Regions from separate parts of the Oryctolagus cuniculus genome. Here region 2 is linked to region 1. Evidence: chromatin contacts called from public Hi-C data. All regions are on one chromosome and are shown on one strand. The core of a region is the stretch at or near the end of the contact, and the rest is flanking DNA. Distances in the headings are between cores, read along the strand shown. Region 1 has its middle 170 kb from the start of TBX19. Region 2 has its middle 66 kb from the start of TBX19.

Evidence for each region. A called contact is a pair of places that touch in the nucleus more often than the background predicts.
Region 2: a Hi-C map of skin fibroblasts shows a contact between it and region 1, with 3 times the contacts expected there. The contact joins two enhancer-like sites. A contact is called at or near these places in 4 of 6 Hi-C or Micro-C datasets (ear pinna, psoas muscle, skin fibroblasts and 1 more).

The regions. Positions count from the first base shown.
Region 1 is chr7:30,299,086-30,303,374 of mOryCun1.1, reverse strand. No RefSeq gene overlaps it. Among named protein-coding and RNA genes, the nearest start is that of TBX19, 170 kb to the left of the region's middle. Within about 2 kb of position 2,279, at least 1 of the 8 cell types and tissues checked has an H3K27ac peak or open chromatin away from gene starts, as enhancers often do.
Region 2 is chr7:30,399,135-30,403,423 of mOryCun1.1, reverse strand. No RefSeq gene overlaps it. Among named protein-coding and RNA genes, the nearest start is that of TBX19, 66 kb to the left of the region's middle. Within about 2 kb of position 2,418, at least 2 of the 8 cell types and tissues checked have an H3K27ac peak or open chromatin away from gene starts, as enhancers often do.

The DNA of each region.
Region 1 (4,289 bases), core at 1,030-3,529:
CTGTCTCACAAGAGAAAGTAGACAGAATCCATTTCCTCTGCAGCTCAGACAGCACGTGTAGTGCCCTAATCAAGATCTTCTCCCTAGCCTCCCACTCCCCAGATAAGTCAGAGCCGGAGCTTTTCAGATGGAAGGATGTGGCTTTGCATTTGCTTTGGCCTGCTATCCAGATGGCCGGCAGGCTGCCCTGGGAGGATTGTGTTAGGCAGGAACGTGATCTGCCTCCTTAATTGTTGACTTTGGGGACCAGACGTGACGGAGGGCCTGAGGGCAGCTGACATGAAGCAGCTCTTTTGCACACTCACCAGCATCAGGCTGTGAGTACTGCACGGGGGCAGCCAGGCATGCACCCAAAGCGGCCGCTGCAGCATTGCAGGGGGGTGAAGCAGAGTGTCCTTGGGCACCACCGTGGCTGCCACAGGACACGCTGAACGCAATGCGCAGAGCAGGGCCCAGGCTGCCAGCTGCAGGGTGAGTTGCTGACTCATTCCTGCAGCAACCTTTAGCAACTGGAGCAGTGCGGGAGATTTCTTCCTTCTTTTTAAAGGAACAGGTGATGTGGAGGAGAGCAAGGGACGATCCTCCAAGCTTGATCCCAACTAGCAAGTGTACCTAAGCATTTTCATCAGAATTCTTGTGCAGAAATGACTTTAAAAAGGAGAAGTGTAGCCTCCTTGCGGAAACTATTCACCCCGTTAGTGTGTTTCTATTAAACACCTATCATGTGTGTAGCTAAGGAGGAAATAATGAAAAGGTGGCTCTTGATCTCTGGGCAATGATTGTATGTATGGGTGGCACTCAGAGAGGCATACTCTGTGCCAGGCTTGGCATTCTATGGGTGCTAATTGAATTGGGGAATCCAGGATTTGAATCCAGATCTGCTCAGAGCTAGTGCTCTTAACCACTGCGCTATTCTGTCTCAGAAGCAGAAGCAGTAGAGGCGCTCGTAGGAACTGGAGAATTATAGAGGATGATATGTGGTTAGGTGCCCAGTCCTGCCTGTGGGTGTTCATGATGAGTCCAGAGTGAACCCCCATCAGTTCTACAGTCGAGGGCCAGCTGGAGAGTGTAGATATGCTTATGTCTGAACAAATATTGAGCCAGTAGAGGGATTTTTTGAGTAAGCAGGGGGTCACGATGAGTACTTGGGTTGCATAAGTGGGAGCTGTGGGTAACATAATACAAGCAGCATCAGATGATCCGTGTGTCTCAGGCCACATTGTGCCTAGACTAGTCCAGGTTTCTGGGAAAACACAGACAATCAACATTTTTACCAGTTGGGAATTTAGTCTCATTGGACTTATGTGACCAATTATTCAACTTAGGAGCTCTTAACAAAATAGGAGGAGAAAGCAGGACCCATGATCTGTTGCATCCTCAGTGGGTCAACAGCATCCAGTGGTCCCTGGGTCTTTGTTGCTGATGGCACTGACAAGGACTCAGAAGCCCTTTTATTTTCAGTTAGAAGTTTGGAGTGGGGCTGATCAGAACTACCCGAGTCCTGCTGGTTGCAGGGATAGTCGAAAACATTGAGTAGCCGCCAGAGCAATTTCTCCTGTGAAACTGATAAAATGCTTTTAGCTGGTTGGGCTGAAGCCAGAGTTGTAACTCCATTCGCAAGGTGTCAAATGCTTTTCAGGCATTCAGTTGGACCCATGGATTTGGATCAACAATACCTCCCTCTCTCCCTTTCTCTAGTATGTAGCCATGTAGAGTTTGATACACTCCACCTGAATAATTCTGCTCTTCCCGTAGTTATGAAATATTCTGGATACTATTCAAGGACTCTACAAGCTTTATCCATGTGGCTGAGACATAATGGGGGTTTTAGAAGCTCAAACCTTGTGAGGAAGACAAAGAAAAGAATAAGATCAGGTAACGGTGTCTTCTAGAACAAATTGCCTTTGGCAGAATGCCAGAAAAGTCACACACGCATGTAGGAAGACTTCTGGGACAGGATCTGAGATACAGGCCAAACAGGGTTCCCGTAACCATGGAGAAAGAGGTTTAACTACAGCCACTCAGAGAGCAACTTACTTCCTCGTACCTGAAAGAAACAGTTTTGGCACTGTTTAGAGGGAAGAGAATTGCTAAAGGGGTGAGGGTAGAGAGCAGTGTATATGGGCCACAAGGATGAGATTGAGCAAAACCTCTGAGGGGAGGCAGGGGTGTGTGGAGAAAGCTGATAACTGTGTCAATCAGGGCCAAGCCAACTGCAGCCCTGAGGGTTTAACTCAAGTTCTATTTCTGTAAAGTCAAAGGTCTCTATTCGGAGAAGCAAGCTGCTTTGGACTCCACATGCCAGCCTATACCTGTTCTGTGTGGCAGGAGGCCTTGAGAAGCAGATTACTACAGGAGAGAAGAGGGGAACCAGGGGCCGGGTGTCCTGCAGAGCCTCCACCTCCCACGTGGTGACGATGCAGCATTCTCTGTGCATTGTGTTAGATTCGCTGAGCAGGGTTCTCCTTGGGGCCTCTCCTCGGCTATTCCCTGGTGCAGCTAGTGACAGAGTGAGTTCATGTGCCCTTCTAGGTGAGCATTGGCTTTGGGAAGGAGCTGGAAAAAGAAATAGCTACAGAAATTGTTAATTTCTCCGCAGTAGGGATGTGTGGCACTCATCTGTTTATCCTTGGCTCCGCATGTTTAGCAAGTTTATAGTGTGTGTTTATAGAGCCACTTAAAACAATTTGCTCCTGGGGAGGTGGGAGATACAAGGTGTAGGAAAATGGTGCCCGTTTAGGCAGCGCGTCAGTCTCATACATCTGAAATGGTGCCTGTCTCCATTGCCTCGGGCTAATTTCTCAGATAAATAAACACATTGATTGATTCCTGCTGATTCACATAGAGCCTGGGAAAGAGACCTGATTGAAAAAGTATGGGGTTGCTTAGTTATCCCAGAAACAGAAGCAAAGAAAGTTCTCTCAGGGAGAACTGACTGAGGTTTTGGTTTTCCCAAGGAAGCGCAGGATATAGAAAGGCAGGTTTGCTGGTCCAATTGCAGGAAATGCTTTCTCAAAGGAGGAGCTGTTGGTCAAGTGGACAAAGACGTGTGTGGAACAGATGTGGAACAAGGACCTTCCAGGGAACCGCTGGGGAGGGGGTTGGTGTGATTGGGGCACAGGTGAAAGAAGGGTAGAGAGCAGAGGCTGGGAGGGGATTCCGGCGCTGAGCTGCTGTAATTCCAGGGTATCTTCTTAGGACAGCCAGAAATCAGCTGCAATAACCTGAGCAAGAGAGCAGGAGAGCTTGGGCAAGGACTGTGCCAGTGGTCAGGCTAGCAGAGTCAGCTTGGGAAGATCACAGCAGAGACACTTGACTGAGCTCAAACACTGACTGGGTTGGTGTTGCGGGAGAAGGAGTCTGGCAAAGTGAGCGTTCAGAGTCTGAGCTCCTGCTGCAGGTGACAGCATTCTTTGAAGTGTTTTAATCTTAAAAACTCATGCATATCTTTGTATAACATATGCCAATATTTGCATTTCTGTGAACATAATATGCAGAACCAGTTAAAAGACCTTGACCTGGCTTTACATAACTTCAGAGAAAATCAACACTCTAGAAAGACACCTGGTGGCTGTGTGTGGCTCCTGATGACGTGTGGGAGTCTCCTGTGATCTGCCAGTAGCCTCCCTTTTAACCTTTGGCCAAATTGACCATCCCCCGCCCAGCTCCCCCCTCCCCCCCCCAGGAATATTCTGTGTTTGTCTGCTCCAGCCCAATCCCAACTGTTGGAGCATTTGACGAATGAACCAGTAGATAGGATCACCCTCTCTTCCTCCTTCTCTGTCTCTGCCTCTCAGATAAATAAAAGACATTCATTGACATGTTCCCCTTGTGCTCTCCCTATGTGTCTCCTCTCCCAGGATACCAAGGACATGACTTCATTTTTGGCAGGATTAGGATTTTTATAAGAATGCAAAGAGATAGCCGGCGTCGTGGCTCAGTAGGCTAATCCTCCTCCTTGTGGCGCCGGCACACCGATTCTAGTCCCGGTCGGGGGCACCGGATTCTGTCCCAGCTGCCCCCTCTTCCAGGCCAGCTCTCTGCTGTGGCCAGGGAGTGCAGTGGAGGATGGTCCAAGTGCTTGGGCCCTGCACCCCATGGGAGACCAGGAGAAGCCACCTGGCTCCTGCCTTCGGATAGGCGCAGTGCGCCGGCTGCAGTGCGCCGGGCCGCGGCGGCCATTGGAGGGTGAACCAACGGCAAAGGAAGACCTTTCTCGTCTCTCTCTCTCACTGTCCACTCTGCCTGTGGGGGGGAGGGGGGGAGAATGCAAAGAGGAATGAGAGTAA
Region 2 (4,289 bases), core at 1,169-3,668, 100 kb before region 1:
TCTCTCTCTCACTGCCCACTCTGCCTGTCAAAAAATAAACAAACAAACAAACAAAAAAACAAAACAAAAAAACCACTTTGGCCATGTCACACTTTAACTCCTGAGTCTGAGAAAGGATGGGATAGAGTTGCTTTTGATGTGAACTTGATGTAGGCTATGGTTCTATTTCACTATTCCCTTTGGAAAGTTCCAGAAATCATATGAGGAGGATCCGGAGCTGCTGAGGGTGTTTAGGGTGGAAGAATGAAGACCCAGGGAAAACTGGACAGCAGCTCTCAAGCCCGTGAAGGTGGTCATGGGAAAGGGAATAGATTTAGAATTGCTACAAGAAGAAAAATCAGGCAAATTAAAAAAAAAAACTTGTTTATTTGAGGAAAGAAGAATTCATGAGTGAGGCAGCTTTTACAACAGGACATTCAGAGAGCGCTGCTTTGTCAGCTTTTACAGTGAGCCATCACAGGCCAAACACAGTAGAAGGCAAAAAAATCCAGTTGGTCTCTGTTTCTGTGGGCTCACCATCAATGGGTTAAAAATACGCAGAAAAAAATTGTGTCCACATTGAACATGTACAGATTTTATTCCGTGTCGTTTTCCCCTAACAATACAACTATAACACATACTATGAAAAAGTATGCGTGGTTTTCACAATTTTTTGATCTGAAATAAGCTTGCTATTTAATCCATTTTCATAAAATTTCGAAGTGCCTTCCTACACTTTCATTGCATTAGGTATTGTACATAATCTTGATTTATGGTGTATGGGAGAATGTGCATAGTTATGCATAAATTCTATGCTGTCTCATAGGAGGGTAAGGAGCACCCCTAAGATTTTTGTATTGGGGGAAGGGTGTTGAGGGACCAATCCCCCATGGACACCAAGGGAGGGACAGCTGTATACACTTATGCATTGCTTCACCAAGGCAGGCGAGAGTCCTGAGAAATGCATCACTAGGTGATTTTGTCATCGTGGGAACATCATGGAGTGTACTTAGTACAAATCAAGACAGCTGCAACGTCACCAGGGCACTACAATCTCAGGGAACCAACGTCTTATATACTGTCCATCACTGGCCAGAATGGAATGTGCAGTGCCCGATGCACCTTGTATTGGGATTGGCTCTCTTTCCTTTTGTGCTGTAGCAGGCAGAATAGAGTGAGCATGGCACGTGTGAAACCATCGTTGCATATTCAGCAGAACCTGCATCTTCCTTGCTCTCACACATCTCTCTGTGTTGTCTAAGCCTGTGGCGACATTTTTGGCAGCCATATTGGGTGACTAAAACGCCTAGGTTTTCCCATATCAGCTTTTTTTTCCCAGATAAACAACTTTTTTTTTTTTAAAAAAAGATTTATTTATTTGAAAGTCAGAGTTACACACAGAGAGAAGGAGAGGGAGAGGGAGAGAGAGAGAGAGAGGGAGAGGGAGAGGGAGAGGGAGAGGGAGAGGGAGAAAAATAGGGCTTCCATCCGCTAGTTCACTCCCCAAATGGCTGGAGCTGTGCTGATCTGAAGCCAGAAGCTAGGAGTTTCTTCTGGATATCCCAAGTGGGTGCAGGGGCCCAAGGCCTTGGACCATCTTCCAGTGCTTTCCCAGGCCATAGCAGAGAGCTGGATCAGAAGTGGAGCAGCTGGGACTTGAACCGGCACCCATATGGGATGCAGGCACTGCAGGTGGCGGCTTTACCTGCTATACCACAGGGTTGTCCCCAACAACTTTATTTTTTATACCTAAAGGCTGATGAAAAAACCACTACTAATCTGATTGAAGAAAACCCAATATTTCAACTGGAAACTATACTTATTAGATATTATATAGGTTTCCTCAACCACAACTTGAAAACATCAAACATACTTGTTTAATTACAGTATGGTGGATTCAAGACCAAGTACATGTTATATGCATCAAAGTTAAATTACAAATTATCATAGTCATAGTCATCATCATCTTCACGTTTTCTTTTCAATGCATTTGATTCATTGGCAGTATTTTGTGGTGATCAACTGCTTTTAAGCCAAGTTTTCACATCTTGTATCTCTGTGGTCAACCTAAAAACACACACACACACACACACAAAACGTATTTCCAGGGCTTCAGATAAGCCTGTTGAGTTACTTTTTTTTTAAAGAAAGCTTTTATTTAATAAATATAAATTTCATAGGTACATATTTTGGACTACAGCGATTCTTCCCCCAAACCCGCCCTCCCACCCCCACTCCCATCCCACCTCCTACTCCCTCTCCCATCCCATTCATTAAGATTCATTTTCAATGATCTTTATATACAGAAGATCACGTTGAATTATTTTGGCCTATAATGTCTTAGCAAGGCTTCCCAGACTGTGCCGTATTAAATCCCGCCAGCAAGTCCTCCTCCCTGGCGAGACGAGAGGGGTTTAGCAGGACCCAGATGGGCACTGACAGGTCCACCAGAGACAGCTTCCTCACCGGGCCCCAGCAAACCACGCCCTGGGGTTCCCGAAAAGGAAAGATCTGCAGAAGTGGGGCACCCCCGCGGCCCGGGTTTTCTGGCTGGGCCGTGCGTGATCTCCGCGCAGCCACCCACGCCCGCCGCAATGCAGCCGGTCTCGTCGGTCTCGCCGGTCTGCGCGGCCCGGCCCCAGGACGCCTGTGCGGCGGGCCCGGCCTCCTGTCCCTGTCGCCCTCGGAGCTCGCCGCTAGGTGGCGGCAGAGCCCGCCTCACCCAGCGCTCAGCCCTGCGTCTGGTGGGCTGGGGCGACCCTGCGGCTTTTCCTTTAGAGAAGGAGCTGCGCCGTGCAAGATCAGCTTTCCGGGCGAGCGCCACGCCGCAGCGGCAGCGCTGTCAGGACGGAAGCTGCCGCGAGCACAACCCCAAAGCAAGCACCCAGACGGCAGTCCCCACGTCCCACCTGCCCTGCGGAGCTGCTTTGAGGGGGCCGCCATGCACTGTTTCGTTCAGAGCTTGCGGCAGGTCCCATTTTGGGAACTGTGTGCAGGGAGGCAGAGATTCGTAGTTTTCTGAGGCCCCCTCCTGGCTGCGCGGGGGCGGGAATGAGACGGTTTCCTGGTACCTTTTTGACTGTGGAGGGGTGGCTCTGCTTGCCCTAGTGATACTGAGGTTCCGAGCCATGCGTCTAGGGCCTGCAGCATCAAGGTGCATCTCGTAGCTACTACCCGGACCCCAGGTGGAAGTCAAGATGGGGCCGGTGGAGAAGCTTGCTAACCCGGAAGGGCTGGTTCTGGAGGAGCGTGCAAGGCAGAGCCTGTGGCGAGAGTACCTTGCTCGCCCGGGCATAAGGCGGCCCTGTGGCGTTGCTGTGTCCACCAGGAAGGAAAAGGCAGGGGGAGCAAGAATGATCTGCAAGGCGCAGAACGCCAGAGGCCTGTTTCTATAGACAGAACACCCGTGGGACCAACTGGTTCTTAGAATTTAGCAAACCCACTGCGGCACACCGACACTGCTGCTTCAACGGGATTTTATTTTTAGTGTTGTCAAAGCCCTTTAAAAAGCCAAGGCTGGGACGCTTGCTAAAAGAGATCTTGTTGAGCATGAGTGGTTTTTTTTTTTTTTTTTTTTTTTTTTTTTTTTTTTTTTTTTGGCTTTCTTGGTTGCTATTTGTGTAGCTCCTGAGACTTGAAGGAGATTATACAAAAGGCCATGGAGGGGCGGTGTTGTGATGCAAGTCGAGATGCCTCTACTTCCGGTCCACCTGCCTACTAGTGCACACCCTGAGAAGCAGCACCCATGCCTGCAGCATGGGGGTCCCTGCCACTCAGGTGGGAGACCTGGATGGAGCTCCTGGCGCCTGTCTCTGGCCTCATCCAGTCCTGGTTGTTGCAGGGCTACGGATAGTGGACCGGTTGAAGGAGGACCTCTGCCAACCTCGCTTCCTCTCTGTTGTTCTGCCTTTCAAATAAACAAAAACGAATGCAGTTTTGAAAAGGCGGTGGAGAGGGAGCCAGGATCAGAGGAAGGGTGATAGACTCTATCATGTACCTTTTTTGTCCCCCTCTTGGTCATCTAAGAATTTCAGGCGTAGTAGATAGCTGTAAGTTGATGGAGATGAGGAACCTGATTTTGCCATTTGTGGCTCTGAGTGGGCTTCATCACCCTTCTCTTCCTGGGACCCATGTTGGGTGGGGGGCATGGTATGTGTGCTGCCTGTCTTCTCGTCAAAGCCTGGGTGATGGGAAGAAGTAAATCCACCTGCCGCCCAGGCTCAGCAGAGCGTTTGATCCATACCCGTGCATCTGAAGCTCATCTTTCTGGCATTCAAAAAAAAAAAAAAAAATAAATCACCAGACGTGCC